3 separate regions of the Ovis aries genome follow, and regions 2 and 3 are each linked to region 1. The links are chromatin contacts, called in public Hi-C maps. All regions are on one chromosome and are shown on one strand. The core of a region is the stretch at or near the end of the contact, and the rest is flanking DNA. Distances in the headings are between cores, read along the strand shown. Region 1 has its middle 55 kb from the start of CAPZA2. Region 2 overlaps TFEC (transcription factor EC). Region 3 overlaps TFEC (transcription factor EC).

Region 1 (2,984 bases), core at 326-2,825:
CTCTAAAATCAACATATATGTTTATATTTCTATGAAAGGCATGAAAATATGGAAGTGAGAGCATCTATTGGAACAGGGTAGCACTGGAGAGGATTGCTAGAATCTGCAAAAATGCTACCTTTTAAAAAATTACATCTTGAGATTATTTTACACACAGAAAGTATATATTACTTATGTAATAAATGTTGAATAACAACAAATTAAAACAAATGTTTTTCTTTAGCAGTGGCCAACTTACACATTCACTGTCCCAAAGCCCACTGAGGAAACATTGATAAGATGCCTGGAGGGACCCATCGTTGAAGCTGTCTATTTTGTTTAGAAATCAAACTTCTGACTTTGGTTGCAAGAGCAAAAAGCTCCAAATGAATTAAAACTCCCAGTCTACAAATAATCATAGCAAACTCAGAGTCTGCTTGCAAATTTTATAAATATACACTGAAACAGGATCACATACCTTCTTAATTGAGCATGATTCAATTATTTGTTAGTCTCTCAATTCATAAATGTTATGATAATCAAATTTCACTATAAAGTGAAGCTAGCACTGTAAAATCTCAGCCTCAGCTATAATAAATGTAATTGCCCTTTTTCCACTGATTTACCGGTATTCTTTAAAATTTGTGTTTGATGTCATCTAAGCCATATCTGCTATTGTCACAACTGCCTATAGGTTTCAAATTAGTAAAGGCTTTGAAATATGACCCTGCTCAGCAGAAAGGAATCTGCAGCACTTGGCATAAAGATTATAATCTTTGGCCTTTCTGTGGCAAGATTTACAACTGTGACCTTGGGCTCTATTTCACTTGGAGTGTAGTCACTTAAAGTTTCCAGTGATGATTGCTTTGAGTTACTAGGTCAGTGTGAATTGCCTAATATAATGTCAGATTCGTGCTTCCCAAGGGCTGGGCAGTATTAGGGACACGAAACAAAGTGAATTTTAATGTCTGCAAAAGGCAGTGCTCTGATATATGAGCCACCTCAGTAACAATGAATTTCCATGGCAGGAGATTTTACCACCAGTTCTTAACCTCTTCCATACTATTCATCCTTTAATTCATGAAATATTATGAGTTCACTTTTAATTAGGTGAAATAGTCTGAAACTAGTTAAAGATAAATGGTCTTAAACTAGTCTGAAACTGGTTAAAGAGATAAAGAGTGAAAATCTAGCTCTATCTTAGGGCAAACTTTTTCCTAGAAAGATAAAACGAGAGCATTGTATGAGGGATGATACAAAGCTGCAAACAGTGCCCTCCGGTTCTATTAACACACTACTCCCTGGAAGCTGAACTGAGGCCTTTGTCGAGATGAAATTCCAAAATGAGTATTTGTTTAAAATTGAGAACTATATTCAGACGACAAGCAGTAAAGGCAGTGGAAGAATTTGCTCTTTTAATAGTCAGACATTTGTTGATGTTTGGCAGAAACCAACACAATATTGTAAAGCAATTATCCTTCAATTAAAAAAAAGTCAGATGTTGCCTAGCTTCTAACAGGAAGAAGCTGCACACAGTATCTGAAACCAGACCTTTCTTTGATTCACTGTATTTAAATATATTGTGAACACTAGATGGCACTCTAGGGTCGCTTTTCATCTTCCACTAACAGGAAGGTGCTTCAACATTAATTCTCGCCTTTAAATAGAGCAAACATGCTATTTAAACAAAGGTCCCTCTAGTTGCTCTGTAGTTCTGTTTTTATATTTATAGTCATGTAATCAATATGTTGGAAGAGTAATTAATTTTTAACCTCAGTCCATGGGGAGATCAAATGTTAGTGGAGTTAATGGATTGAACAGGCTTCATTATTCTAAAGTAACACTAATGATAAGGCAGGGAAGAAAGCAGAGGGTTGTAAACAATTGTGCCATCAAACACCATCATAAAGCAACCGTGCAATGTGATCATGGGCTGCTGACCTGTTGTCACTCTCCTTCAGTACAGCTGTAGCTTCTGCTTTAGTTAACTAGACAAAATGGAGTCTCTTAACGGAGTGTTTGAAACATTTCCTTTTCGAGTCAACGGTGTTGGAATTATCATTCCAAGTAACAGTCCTGATTTTGTTGCCCCTCTGTTTTGAAAGCCTTTTGTCACTTCCCATTTCTTAACATCTTAAGGTGACATTAAAGGCCTTTGATGATTTGAGTCCTCCCTGGAGGAGGCACCTTAGCTTCATGAGAGTCACGTGAGTCTTCATTCACAACACGTTTGCAGTCCGATCTGCCTGCCTGTGTACCGTGTTCTTCCAAGAGAGAGAACCACCGAGTGCAGCATCTGCAGCTTCTATATTGCATCGTATCTATGGGCATGGAAGGTTCTGGATGGGCTCATTCCCAGGACACGAGTTGGGGGAGGGGGCATGGCCGGAGGCGAGGGGCCGGAAGCCAAAAAGGACAAAGGATGCCCCACTCCTCTTTATCCTGATTGTATCCTCCCATCACCCAACCCCATCTTGCAATTTCCAAACACCTCCCAGAATCATGAGAGAATAAGAAAGTTCCTTATGTTGAAGGCAGGGAGGCTCACAGTAGATCACACATCAAGGCTTATTATTAATGGACATAGTACTATGTCTTTTACAAATACTATTATGTTCAAATTAATCTCTCTTGTTCCTTAACCATTCTTATACTTTACTGACATGACTGTCTCCATTTGAAATATCCTTTTCTTGTCCATCCACCTGGCCCCAATTCATATGTATCTTCTTTTACTAAATCTTTAAAGCCTTCTAGAATAATGAATCTCATTATGTGCTGAACTCCCAGATTTCTTAATTTATATGCCTATTATAGTAACCTATTGCCGTTAGGATTTCTGTCCTTATTTTTCTTTTCTAATAAAATTGTAAATTAGGATTTACAATTGAGGATTTGTAAATCTTTCTATCTCTTACTTTCCTTAAGCAAATGCCTCATACAACACTTATGGTCCACTAAATGTTGAATTTACTGAAACTAGTAGAGTAAAACTTGAACAAAGG
Region 2 (2,984 bases), core at 328-2,827, 670 kb after region 1:
CGGTTTTTCCAGTAGTCATGTATGGATGTGAGAATTGGATTGTGAAGAAAGCTGAGTGCCGAAGAATTGATGCTTTTGAACTGTGGTGTTGGAGAAGACTCTTGAGATTCCCTTGGACTGTAAGGAGATCCAACCAGTCCATTCTAAAAGAGATCAGTCCTGGGTGTTCTTTGGAAGGAATGATGCTAAAGCTGAAACTCCAGTACTTTGGCCACCTCATGTGAAGAGTTGACTCATTGGAAAAGACTCTGATGCTGGGAGGGATTGGGGGCAGGAGGAGAAGGGGACAACAGAGGATGAGATGGCTGGATGGCATCACTGACTTGATGGATGTGAGTCTGGGCGAACTCCGGGAGTTCGTGATGGATAGGGAGGCCTGGCGTGCTGTGGTTCACAGGGTCGCAAAGAGTTGGGCATGACTGAGTGACTGAACTGAACTAGCAACTAAACAGCAACAATAGTACTTTACTTATAAACACATTAGTGACATATAAAGATGGAATTTTGACCACAGAAGATGGATTATCTTTCAAACCTCAAATTATCCTTATACTGTAACAGTTTTACATTTAATAGTAGTATGTGGCAGTTTTCTAATAGAGAGGTGTACTGACTAGGCATATAATAGATTTTAACTGAGCTATTTTTATTCATGATATTTTAAAATGATAAATATTTATACCCAAAGGCATCTAAAATAAAATTCTAGTCATTTCTATAAACCTAATTTGTTCAAAAAATTTTTGTGTATATTGGCATATAGGTTATTTTCTGGGAAAGTGAATTTATGAGTAGCCTTCTAACCAGTGTCAATTAGTCTGTTGATGCAGACCATCACAAGAGCTTCTAAATACACTCTGAGTAGATTCACATGGCCTTAAAAAGAAATTTGGAGGATATCAGCAAAATGGCAGAGCTGTAGCTCCAAGTTCCTATCTCTCTGCAGAAACACGGAAAAGAAGCAGAAACTGGCAGAATCAACTTTGTTAGAATTCTGGAAAACACTCAAAGGTTTACAGCAGCCAGGTGGATGCTGAATCAAAAACAGAAGGCGACTTAACAATGATAGGAAAGCGCTGTGGCATTTTTACTTCCTCTTGCCCAAACCCCTCCCCAGCTTTGTAGTGCTCTTGAAGATGGCAGCCCACCTACCCAGTGTAAGAGTGCGACTCCCTGGTGCATAGGGAGCAGAGCAGATCTAACTGACAAAATATTATGTTTGTTTAGTCTAAGCTCTCTGGGAGCTGCGTGAGACACTAGCAAGGTTTCTGCTTTGCCTAACTTGGAGCTCACTCAGGGTAGGAAACTGGCCAGCATTACCCTGAAACATTGTAAGGTGACAAACAAACCATAGCTACCTGGGGCTAAACATTTTGGCTGAGATGCAACAGACTGTCCCAAGGCTGGAAAGAAAAGCTGGGAATAATTTTTTTTTTTGAGAAACCAGAGCTTGGAAAAGCATCCACATATATTTGGGAATTTAGAAACCCAAATATTTGTCCAAGGAAGGTCAGATACTCAGAAAAGACCATAGAATGCTCTAAGCTTTTACCTCTGGCTGACCTCTAGTCTCAGTGCAAGAAGGAAGTGAAGTCTAATTCAGAGTTGTAAACAGCCTGGCTAAGTGTTGAGGGAGTGACTCATCACAGAGTCAATCTCTAAAAATTGGGAGGGTTTTGTGTGTGTGTGTGTGTGTGTGTGTGTGTGTGTGTGTGTGTTAGCTCCTAGTGAACAAGGAAATTGCTGTCAAAATACTAGCTGAACACAAGATAAAAGAACAAAGACTTAAGTCTCAACACATTGAAATGGTATTATTTATATTCATTTGGAATCATAAGGGGCCCTGAATAGCCAAAACAATCTCAAAAAAGAGAGTAAAGTTGAACAACTCACATTTCCCAATTTTAAAACTTCAACAGAGCTATAGCAATCAAAACAGTGTGGTATTAGCATAAGCCTAGAAGTATAGACAGATGGAGTAGAATTGAGTGTTTAAAAATTAAACCCATACATCTATGGCCAATAGATTTTCAACAATGTGCCAAAGCTCAGTGGGTGAAGACTCATCTTTTTAATATATGATGTCTGCATATCCACATTCATAAAATGAAGTTGGATTCCTACCTTGCACTATAAATACAAATTAATTCAACATGGATCAGTGACCTAAATATAAGAACTAAAAATCATAAAACTATGAGAGGAAAACATAGGGATAAATTTTTTTGACTTTGGACTTATCAATGGATTCTTAGGTATGACACCAAAAGAAAGAGTAAGAGAAGAAAAAAATAGGTAAATTGGAATCATCTCAATTAAAAACTTTTGTGTGTCAAAGGGTATTATTCAAAGAAATGAAGATATAATCCACAGAATGAGAGAAAATATTTGCGAATAATATATTTGACAAGGGACTAGTATCCAGAATATATAAAGAACTGTTGCAACTCCAGAATAAAAAGACAAATTAAAAATTAAGAAATTAAAAAATAAGAATTAAAAAATAAGAAATGGATATAAATAGATTCTCCAAAGAAGATATACAGATGGCCAAAAAGCACATGAAAAATGCTCAACATCATTAGTCATCAGGGGAATATAAACCAAAACCACAATGAGGTTCTACTTCACATCTCCTGGGGCTATCATAATAACAATAAATGGAAACTAAGTGTTGGCAAGGAAGAACTGGAACTTTCCTGCGTCGCTGGCAGGAATGCAAAATGGTTCCGCCATTATGGAAACCAGTTTGGAAATTCTCAAAAAGTTAAACATAGGCTTACCTTATGACCCAGCAATTGAACTCCTAGGTATACACCTAAAAACAAAAACAAAAACACAGAATATAGGTACTAAAATAAGTTCTTGGATACATATGCTCATAGCAGCACTATTTGTAGTAGTCAAAAGGTGGAGACAGTCCAAATATTCATCAACAGATAAGTGGATAAACAAATTATGATTAAAAAAATATATTTCAAGAA
Region 3 (2,984 bases), core at 154-2,653, 570 kb after region 1:
GAGCCACCAGGGGAAGCCCATACCTTTAAGTATGTGGACCTTTGTCAGCAAAGTGATGGCTCTGCTTTTTACTATGCTCTCTAGGTTTATCATTGCTTTTCTTCCAAGGAGTAAGTGTCTTTTAATCTCATAGCTGCAGCTACCATCCACAGTGATTTTAGAGCCCAAGAAAATAAAATCTGCCACTGTTTCTACTTTTCCCCCATCTATTTGCCATGAAATGATGGGACCAGATGCCATTCAAATGTTTTTTGAATGTTGTTTTAAGCCAGCTTTTCACTTTCCTCTTTCGCCCTAATCGAGAGGCTGTTTAGTTCCTCTTCATTTTCTGCTATTAGGGTGATATCATTTCCATGTCTGAGTTTGTTCTCTCTCCCAGTGATCTTGATTCCAGCTTGTAATTCATCCAGCCTGGCATTTCACATGATGTACTCTGCATATAAGTTAAAAAAAAGAGAGTGACAATATACAGCCTTGACGTACTCCTTTACCAATTTTGAAGTTACTGTTCTTGGTGACTTCAATATATTTGTAGATGTCCAACCCACACTCAGGCCTGTTATTTCCTAGACTCCTCAAATCCAACAATCTTTCCTCTGTTCTATTCAGTGTAACTGTGAGAGAGAGGATCAGTGGGACTTAGCCAGGTCTCTAGACTCCTAACTCCAGCCCTCCTTTGAACTATGCCATGATGCTTTCAAAGTTAGTCACTACTTGAGAATGTCAATTCAAATGTTTCTGCATTCAATGGCGGGCTCTAGTAAAGATACTTGGGTACAAGTTGTTTGTGTTATTGTTTGAAGGTCAAGATATCCTGGGGAAAAGTATCACTGAAGAAAAATCAATAGTCTCCTTTAAAAATGTCAGCATAAAATGCCATTCAAAACAATATGAAAGGTTAATGATGTCTTGAGGGTTTCAAAATACATTATCAGATTAAATAGAAGCTACAATGACATGTTGTCAGCCCATGAAGAGGCAAAATACTTAGTTAAAGCTATTTAAACATCTAGTAAATACATGAAAAAAACTCTCATTAATCAAGCAAGAATGTGTTTTAGGTTGTTTGCTCAAAACACACGCATGTACCCCAGTGAGTCCTTTCATGTATATGAATATCTAGTTCAACGTTAAGAGTTCTCACTGAGCACTCAAATTGGGAGAAGTCAGGGCGGGGCAGGACGTATCTAACGAGAATGTGTGGTAAAGTGCTATTTTATGGAGGCACTGATAGAGTCATAAGTTTTCTGAGGAATTAAGTGAACAGCCAGAAGACAAGTTCAGATGTGCCAGGGCATCTTAAGACAAAGGCTTAATGCTCATCTTGGGCTGTGGTGTCTCTTTGGTAACCATGGTGACGTTGGATGAGCTTAAACACTGCGTGTTGAAAATTCCTTAAGAATGAGTCAGTAATGAATCTCTTGACTTCGGTGAAACTGGGCTGAAATACTTCAAAGTCAGATTTGGAAATCTGTGCTTGAAGACTTCAGAGTCACAGAAGCTTCAGCTAGAGTTGATTAAAGGAAAAACAACCTTCAGCCCCTCATTTAAAAAAGAAAAAAATTAAATAAAAAGGACACCATACTGTAAAGTATGATGACTAGTTTCTTGAGCAACTTGTATTTCTTAAAGGGACTGGATAACAAAAATGCACTGATTTCTTAAAATTACAACTGTATTCAAAAGTTAAGAGCAAAATCCTTCTGTTTAGAGATGAATACATGTGTGCTCAGTCGTGTCCAACCCTTGGAAACAATCTGGACTGCAGCCCGCCAGGCTCCTCTGTCCATGGGATTCTCCAGGCAAGATTATGGGAGTGGGTTGCCATTTCCTACTCCAGGGAATCTTCTCAACCCAGGGATCAAACTTGCATCTCCCGCATTGGTAGGAGGATTCTTTACCACTGAGCCACCTGGGAAGCCCTTAAAAGATGAATAGGATATGCAAATTCTGTGGATGAGTTCATGATTAGTCATTCTAATATGTCTGATTCTTCCAATAAGGATGCTAAATGTATTACTTCAATATACTCCACCAACTGATGTGTCAAAATCTTCTTTCGAACTTCCTGGGTCTCAGGAAAGAAATATCTCCCTTCTCTTTCTGCATCTAACATTGCTGTTCTCAAGTACTCACTGCTGAACAGGTGAATAAGAGGGGAAAGGCATTTATTTTCTTACTGTCTGTGGTACCTTTATTGTGTGGTTCATATTCCAGTATCCTGTCCCTCCTATCTAGTCCCTCTCAGGCTAAGGGTCTCTCAACTGCTAATTATCAATACACAGACATGTTAGTCAAATGCCTGCTATACTGAGTACAAAAAGGGGATAAGCTATATATTTGAAAAATATAACTTAAATGGGATTTGGATGATAGAAATTTCCATTTATTGACCCCATAGGCAGTTAAGTAGGCCAAAAGGTTATTCTTCATATCTATTTTTGAAGGAAAAAATGTACACATTCAGATAGAAATATTACTTTCTTATCTTTTCCCCATTGCAAGGGGAGGATTTAATGCTGGCACCTGTATCAAGTAAGCCATTATTTAGAATTGAAGTCAGTGCAGAAAATAAAGTGATGACTATATAAAGTGGGGTGACCATATCCTAAGTGCTAGAGGAAAAGAAAATCTTATAAATCTAGTAACCATCTTACTCTCTTGTTAAGTGCTTAAAGGGCAAAGTATTTGAAAACCCTTTTGCTAAAAAAAAAAAAAAAAAGTGATAAACAATGAAAATGGTGCACATTCTCTTGCATTACATTTCATTACAGTTCATTCTATTGTATTACAAGGCCAAAGTAAAACTAAGTCAGGGTAATGAATCAAAACAAAGATTCTATATTCCTCAGGCAAAGTAGTTTCCTCTTCCAGGAAATCATGCAATCAGTATCTCAGGTAGCGAGAGATGGATTTAACCAAATTTCTTGAGCTTCTCCATCTCCAAAACAGCCTGCTTCAATCTCAGCTCCAGGAGAGGAGAG

Evidence for each region. A called contact is a pair of places that touch in the nucleus more often than the background predicts.
Region 2: a Hi-C map of tail adipose tissue shows a contact between it and region 1, with 4 times the contacts expected there. The contact joins two enhancer-like sites. A contact is called at or near these places in 3 of 16 Hi-C or Micro-C datasets (skin fibroblasts and tail adipose tissue).
Region 3: a contact with region 1 is called in a Hi-C map of tail adipose tissue, with 7 times the contacts expected there. The contact joins two enhancer-like sites. A contact is called at or near these places in 8 of 16 Hi-C or Micro-C datasets (blood, hypothalamus, liver and 3 more).

The regions. Positions count from the first base shown.
Region 1 is chr4:53,078,171-53,081,154 of ARS-UI_Ramb_v3.0, forward strand. No RefSeq gene overlaps it. Among named protein-coding and RNA genes, the nearest start is that of CAPZA2, 55 kb to the left of the region's middle. Within about 2 kb of position 1,576, at least 5 of the 54 cell types and tissues checked have an H3K27ac peak or open chromatin away from gene starts, as enhancers often do. A contact at or near this core is called in tail adipose tissue, where this site is marked.
Region 2 is chr4:53,750,839-53,753,822 of ARS-UI_Ramb_v3.0, forward strand. The region is part of intron 3 of TFEC (transcription factor EC); the gene reads left to right. Among named protein-coding and RNA genes, the nearest start is that of TES, 36 kb to the left of the region's middle. Within about 2 kb of position 1,578, at least 17 of the 54 cell types and tissues checked have an H3K27ac peak or open chromatin away from gene starts, as enhancers often do. A contact at or near this core is called in tail adipose tissue, where this site is marked.
Region 3 is chr4:53,648,323-53,651,306 of ARS-UI_Ramb_v3.0, forward strand. The region is part of intron 2 of TFEC (transcription factor EC); the gene reads left to right. Among named protein-coding and RNA genes, the nearest start is that of TES, 66 kb to the right of the region's middle. Within about 2 kb of position 1,404, at least 8 of the 54 cell types and tissues checked have an H3K27ac peak or open chromatin away from gene starts, as enhancers often do. A contact at or near this core is called in tail adipose tissue, where this site is marked.